2 separate regions of the Gasterosteus aculeatus genome follow, and region 2 is linked to region 1. The links are chromatin contacts, called in public Hi-C maps. All regions are on one chromosome and are shown on one strand. Each heading gives the region's core, a stretch centred on a gene start, on an enhancer-like site or on the middle of the called end of the contact. The rest is flanking DNA. Distances are from core to core; before and after follow the strand shown.

Region 1 (3,454 bases), core at 742-3,241:
ACAGAATGTTTCAAAAAACGTAGTATAACAAAGCAGTACAACAAAGGCTTGGCACTTGCTCCAGCTCAGCCAAGTCTATGAAAATTCTTGATCGGTTGAGAATGTGAAGAATGTGTAGAATGTGCAGTGCTTTCCATTATCTGGACTAGTCCTCCCCAGTGGGTGGGCATGTCCACTAATGATAGAAACAATGGCTTATGGGCAAGGCGCTCCGTTTCCTTCTGAAAAATATGGAACGCTGAGTAAAAAAAAAAAAACATGATTCTCGAAGGATGTGTCCTTGATCCGTTGTTTTGTTTGTCCACTCTTCTTCGCCAATCTTTCATTTGTTTCCCATGCTGTCGTGAGACAAAGCGCTCAAGGCAATTTCACCACCACCACACAGGCGCCTGCCCTGCCAACGTTGAGAGGGACCTCCTACAGGATGACAGCGGGGTTAACATGAGGCCTCTGATCTGAGGCTCTCTTCAAAAAGAATCCCATTTTGCTTCATGCAGATAAGAGGGTTACAGAGGCAAAACTGAAGAAAAAAAAACATTTCAAGCTATAAAATATTGATAGGATTCAGTGACTGCAGCCGAATTCTCCTCCCAAAGCGAGTTAACTGGAACCCTGCTGCTACATGCAACCAGTTCTGGCTAAAACAAGCTAAAAATCCATTAAGCAGATTAAACATTTTGAATGTCAACAGTCTCTTATTTGTTCCCTTGATCAATTATTGGTTGATGTAATTACCTCAGTCCACTCGTTGTTCTGCGCATCGTAGGACTCGACAGTGTTGAGATAAGACTGGCCATCGTATCCGCCCACAGCATAAAGCCTGTCCCCCAGCAGGCAAACCCCCACGGCGTCCCGGGGAACGCTGAGGGAGGACACAGTGGTCCATGTGTCCGTCTTAGGGTCATACCTGTAAAACAATATGTTGACTGTTTATTGGATCAGGGATAATATGGTTAAAAACAAAGGAAAAAATAAAATGAATGGACTTGTTTCTCAAGAGGACGGCCGTGTCCCATCCCCAATTAAAGAGGTGATGTTTGCCGGCTTTAATCACAGATGTCTGCATGGTTTACTTTTTCGCCACCCACAGAGAGCCAGATTGACACTACAAGTAAAAATTGTTTCTTGGACAGCAGCTGGCGGCTCCTGGGTCCACCGAGAGCTGGACTCAGGAGTGACTGATGATGTTGTTGAATTCTTTTCTCTTTTTTTCACCATGTTGACCTCTAAGATGAGGACGAAGAAGACAAACTTTATGATTTTCTTTCAGTGATTTCAGGATATTTCAGTCATTTTTCTCCCGTTGTGCTGAAATTAATAGTATCAAAGTTGAATGCTACTTCATTTAGTTTGTTCTATTAATTTTAAGCAAATACATTTGTTTGTAAAATATTCTCTCATATTGGAGACCTTACAGTTAATTATTTCTTTTAAGTACAAAAAGAGTAAAATCACTGTTTTAAAGATCACCTTGTTGCTCTTTTATTGACTAACACTAGAAAAGAATTAATACGATTTGAGAGCATTTTGAGGACTAATTGGATAATAAAATGTCAAATGAGGGAAAAAAATATCAACCAAGAAGGTTTTCTGTGAAGTGAATTATCACTGAGACGCTCCACTAGGATCCAAATCAGATTCAGGACATTATGGCCACTAGATGGTGGCAGATAGTCAGAAATTAAAAAAAAAACTCTCTAGACTCCCTAGACCTCTTCAATCGAGCATTGTGTTGTAATACAGACAAGTCTCAAAATGCAGGAACAGGGTGGGGATCGTTTGTCTCCCTTTTGTCCTAACGGCCTCATTCCAAACCCATAACTGATGAATCCAACTGCAACCCAAAGCCGGTTATGGATGATTCTTTGTGCTTGTGTGTGTGTGTGTTTTCCAGAGCAAGCACCTTTCAACACAATCGGAGAGTCTGGAGCAGTGGTTGGAAGCCGGGGCGTCGTGGCCCCCTACAGCATACAGGAAGTTGTTGTACGTCGCCACACCGACTCCGCCTCGCCTCTTGGCCATGGGAGTACACATGCTCCACTTGTTGGTGTGCGGATCGAAGCACTCCATTGACCTCAGGCAAGAGCTGCCGTCGCGACCGCCTACTGCGAACAACCTGAGAAATGAAACAAGAAACTAAACGCCCAACATGCACAAACAGAACTAGTGGACCTGTAGGGAGAAGCTCACATCAGTTGTCAGATTTTTGTAAAATATAATGATAGAAAAGTGATATTGTGATGGATTTTGAAGATACATCAGTGAGCATTTCTTTTCCAAGGCCCTTACTTTGTGTGTGTTCTCTGGCAGAAATATCACACGTTTTAAGTGCTTGTAACTCACAGGCCCGACAGAAAGTAGAGACGGGGGAAACACTTTCCTTGTTGTCTATATTTGACCTAGATGCAGAAATAACTCTGCATTGACTTTAACATTGAGAGCTTGTTCTTTCTTCGGCGCACAAACCTCATAGGCATTTAAAACATACAAATATACAGTGTCTTGCTTTTAGAGGCTAGATTCCCCCGAACAAATTACCACACTGATGAGAACAGCATTCGCTTTGAGCTGCTGACTATTGCAGCCGCCATGTAGTTTATCTTATACATCTGTAAAGGTTGAATCTGCATTCGAGAAGTATAATGTTGTCAAACTATCACTGCAGTAATGCTTCACCCTGAGTTACATAATTATACCTGTGTTATTACACCTTATATTCCAAGTTCGGGTTGCTTTTTTCAGTCAGAAAATCAACTTTCAGAATGAACCTTATCACTACTACATTGCATCTGCATGAAAACCTTGTATTTTTATTAAAGCAGACATGGTTGTGCTTAAATTTCAAAGTCAAACAAGGGCATGTTGTAAAAGGCTGGCTGAAACATGAATAACAATGCAAATACCTGATGTACTGGCATTTTAACCACTACATTGGAGGAGCAAGCTGGCACACATCATGCACTGTGATCACTGTCTGTAGTCATCTACCTCCTCAGTGTGTAGCTAGGGACCTCAACCTCAGGCCCAATGATATTTTAAAGGAGCAAAAGTGTGTAGCTTGATATATACAACTTACTTTCCATTGAGCGCCGTGACCCCCATGGTGCTCCGTGGTGTCGACATACTGGCCACATAGTTCCACTGTCTGGCCTGCGGGTCCCAGCGCTCCACTGTGTTGAGGTAGCTCCAACCGTCGTGGCCTCCCACAGCATACATCGGGCCCTCCAGCACAGCAATACCTACACAAATGGCAATGCAAACGTATATAACGTAAACCACTATGTTTACTTTAGTTTAGAAAGTGAAGAATTGTGTTTTCCTAAGCTTCAAATGTGTACACTGCATGTAAACATGTGGGAGCATGTTCTCTTCACACAGTCTGCTATGTCGCACCACCCTCTTTCTGCATAAGCCTAGAACACACACACCAAACACCATGGTTCTAAGAGGGCCT
Region 2 (3,373 bases), core at 232-2,731, 78 kb after region 1:
ATGGCACTACTTCTGCATTTCAGTACAATTTATTTCCTTCAACAGCAGCTTTAAGAGCAAACGATTGCTGCATATAATTGCAACAGACACGATTTAACCCATCAGCTATCAATAAGGCTTGACAGTGATGTTAAGGGACATCTGTATGCAATGCATATGAAACTTTTGGATGGGCAGTCAAAAAAATAAAAAGGTACAAGACAGTTGATTACCAATAAACACTTACAGAAGTGAGCAATGGCATTACTCTCAAACAGACAGAATCCATCATCTCCCTGGTATGCAGGTACCTGCAAACAACGGCACAATTCAAGAATGACTGAACACATTTTAACCAGTGAATTTAGCAGCTTAGAAGATGGTGAGCGATGTCACATTTGCTAAAGAGACCAACCTTGCCCAGTGGGAAGTTGTTGAGGAAGGCAGGAGTGCGGTTCGTCTGCCCGAAGGTGAAGGCCGGGGAGTTGCTGGCGACTTTAAGGCGAGCCCCGCTGTACTGGGCTGCGATCTGGGCCTTGAAGGCCCGCCAGTTCTCTGGGTACGTGTACAGAGTCTGGAGAGGAGGGACACACAGCGGATGTTTAACTTAAAAAATATATACACTTCAAATATTTGCTAGCACGTTGAAAAGAAATTAAGGCGAAAATATTCTGAAGCCATTGTTTTTTTTATATTGTAAAAAAAAAAAACTCCATTTCAGAAGAACACAAAGTTACATCTTGGGAAAGTAGCGTTAGAGCCACCGAGCAGGTAAAGCGAGGAGCTTTGTCTGCTGGTTAGCGACACTCGTGTGTGTGATGCTAAAAGGAATTCTGGACTCATTGCGTAAAATGGACCGGGCCTGTATAGTTTTGTTAAACCCGGTTACAACCCCGCTCAAATGAGAGTTGATTTTAGTTAGACAGGCAAATACAGTTTCACGTGGCTTCCAGTTGGCTTTGAATGCTAACCCCTGCTAGCTACCACAGTCTATGATGAAGCCCGCTGGTGATTTAAATGTAAAGTCGATATCGGCTTGTCGTCGAAAAGGACATAATTAAAACAACGTCGTTGTGAATATTTACCCCTAAAGCAACGGTGAGTTTTCACAGCATGAAAGAGCCACGGTAACGTGGCACAAGCCAGATGAGGAGCGTCATTCTTTGCGAAAGCTACGTCAGGATAGCAAAAGCTAACCGTAGTTTAGAAGACTCCTGAATGGAATTAATAAAAAATACTCTCAACAGCAGCTACCTTTCACACCAAAGGAACCGTTTACGTGGACAAGTACCCAATATCAGCGCCGATGGATCTGATTTACGGCGGATTGATTCACTAAAGTTAAAACTGAAACATTGAATTTGCCATCTTACTCACCCCCGCCGCCATCTTCAGGACGAGAGAAAGAAAGAACGGGCGCTGCGGTGACGTTTTACGTCCAAAAGTCGTGCGCGCACATGAGGGTTCCGCGTTCACGTTTCGTCTGATGTCACGTTTAGACCGGGTGACGCTTTGCGGCACAACACCAATGAGGTTGTCCGCAAGTCTCGTTACACGTTGAGAAAGCTCAATGGTTTAACATATTAACTGGTACAGGTATATAAGAAATAAAATACTTTATTACAGTCAGTGTACAAAAACTAAACAGTACATAGTTGAAATAGAAATTGTGATTTCTACCAAGAAACAATAAATGCTTCCAAACTCTCTAACATCTTGCAATTAATTTATTAAGCATTCGCCTGGATTTTCCTTTTCCATTTTTAAAGTAGTTCCAATAAAACCAATGTAAACTGTGCAACATTATAATAACAATAATGTTGCTGAGGGACCTTTTCCACCATTTTGTGTATAAAAGTGTAAAAGTCATAGGAATTTTATAAAGAAAATAAGTAAGCTACTGCATGAAGTGTCCCATGTGAAATGTGTTTCTTCTGCAGCAAATCAGCTCACAAGACCTGGAAGTACAGGAGGCGTGTTCAACAATCATTTAAAAAACAAAAAATAAAACATTTCTAAAGCTCAGGTTTTACACAGCCATTCTGTGTAATACTCACCCAGGTAATCATCCATGAGAGAACCAATGGCAAACTGAAAAAGAAGAGAAAAGCTTTCTTTTAAACTGCGAGACAGTAAATCACTCCAATAAACTACTTAGTAACATTAGATCCAATCATGAAGAAAAAGAAAAAGCGTACAATGTCATTCTTGTCCACTCTTGTCCCCACAATCTTTAGCCGAATTTCATCATCTTGCTGGATTACGATGTCCTTGAAAAGAGAAGATAACATCCAAGACTGAGGAACCGAACAATAACAGGAGCACAAAAGTATTCAGCACTGCATCGACTTTGTATACACAAGTTATGGAATTATACTTTCAGTTTAGTCTTGCTTCATTCTGTTTGTACACCAGCGTTATTATAATTACCTGGATTTGTACTTGTTCAAATATGTGGTGAACTACAATAAGTAGTATAAGTAAGTGTATAATAAGTACTAATTAATTCATTTTCTTACCTCATCAACTGTCTTATAACAAGGAGGATTGGAATTGGGGTCAAACTCCATTTCTGAAGGTATGGACTACAAAAAAAAGATTTTTTTCTTGTGAGATTAGAGATCAACCAATAGTGGGTTTTAAAGGTGCATATATCAACAATAGTTTGAAATGGGAATTAGCAGACATTTCATTAATTGGCCATCAATCTGGAGCTGAACATCAAAGCATACATGTCTTGAAAGTGGAAATCATTAGCAAATGAACATCCTTTGTGTAACTGGACATATTACGTCATTCAAATGTTTTGTTTATTTGCAAAGGGCGATGTGCTGTTCTGTTACTTTCTGACTGGCCAGGATTACAAATGCCACTTATTAATGTTCATACATAATCAAAAGGTAAGGCTTTAAGTGTGCAATTTCATATCAATAATGGATGGATGGTCATGTGGCTGGATTGATAAAATAATAAGTTAAAGTTAACAGTTGAGCAATCTATTTTCCAACCCATCTGCCTATCTTGTATTCTATAAAGAAATCATATCAAGTTACATTATATAGTCAAGAAATAACTTTTCTGGGGAGAATGAATATGAATTTGGTTGTTAAATGTTGTCCCCACTCTGAATGTCAGCATTCGGTTCTACCGGGGATAATTGTCTAATGAAGAGGATTTAAATTCAAAAGCTTTAAAAAAGCCCACGATGATGTTTTTATGATGACTTACGTGGCGAGAGATGAAGCAAGACATGGGACCGATTTCTGTGAACAATCCGACCTGCAAGAAAGAAAGAATGTGTCCAATTTGTAAAATACAAAAAAGTTTAAAATCTTCATTATCTGCTATTCATCAATTACAAACATCTTCAAAAACATCCACCATGGCAGAAGCA

What was found. A called contact is a pair of places that touch in the nucleus more often than the background predicts.
Region 2: a contact with region 1 is called in a Hi-C map of skeletal muscle, with 4 times the contacts expected there. The contact joins the promoter of eef1g here to the enhancer-like site in region 1. A contact is called at or near these places in 4 of 6 Hi-C or Micro-C datasets (skeletal muscle, tail fin and whole body).

What each region holds. Positions count from the first base shown.
Region 1 is chr4:9,016,465-9,019,918 of fGasAcu3.hap1.1, forward strand. It overlaps klhl4 (kelch-like family member 4), which reads right to left. Exons shown (of 11, transcript XM_040174557.2): 8 at 3,077-3,239; 9 at 1,904-2,116; 10 at 736-907; 11 at 1-417. The coding sequence ends at 358. Among protein-coding and RNA genes, the nearest start is that of klhl4, 24 kb to the right of the region's middle. Within about 2 kb of position 1,992, at least 5 of the 9 cell types and tissues checked have open chromatin away from gene starts, as enhancers often do.
Region 2 is chr4:9,094,773-9,098,145 of fGasAcu3.hap1.1, forward strand. It overlaps eef1g (eukaryotic translation elongation factor 1 gamma), which reads right to left and starts at 1,482. Exons shown (of 10, transcript XM_040172655.2): 1 at 1,357-1,482; 2 at 395-553; 3 at 227-290. The coding sequence starts at 1,368. It overlaps polr2g (RNA polymerase II subunit G), which reads right to left. Exons shown (of 8, transcript XM_040172657.2): 4 at 3,208-3,258; 5 at 2,499-2,564; 6 at 2,178-2,249; 7 at 2,037-2,070; 8 at 1,581-1,937. The coding sequence ends at 1,924.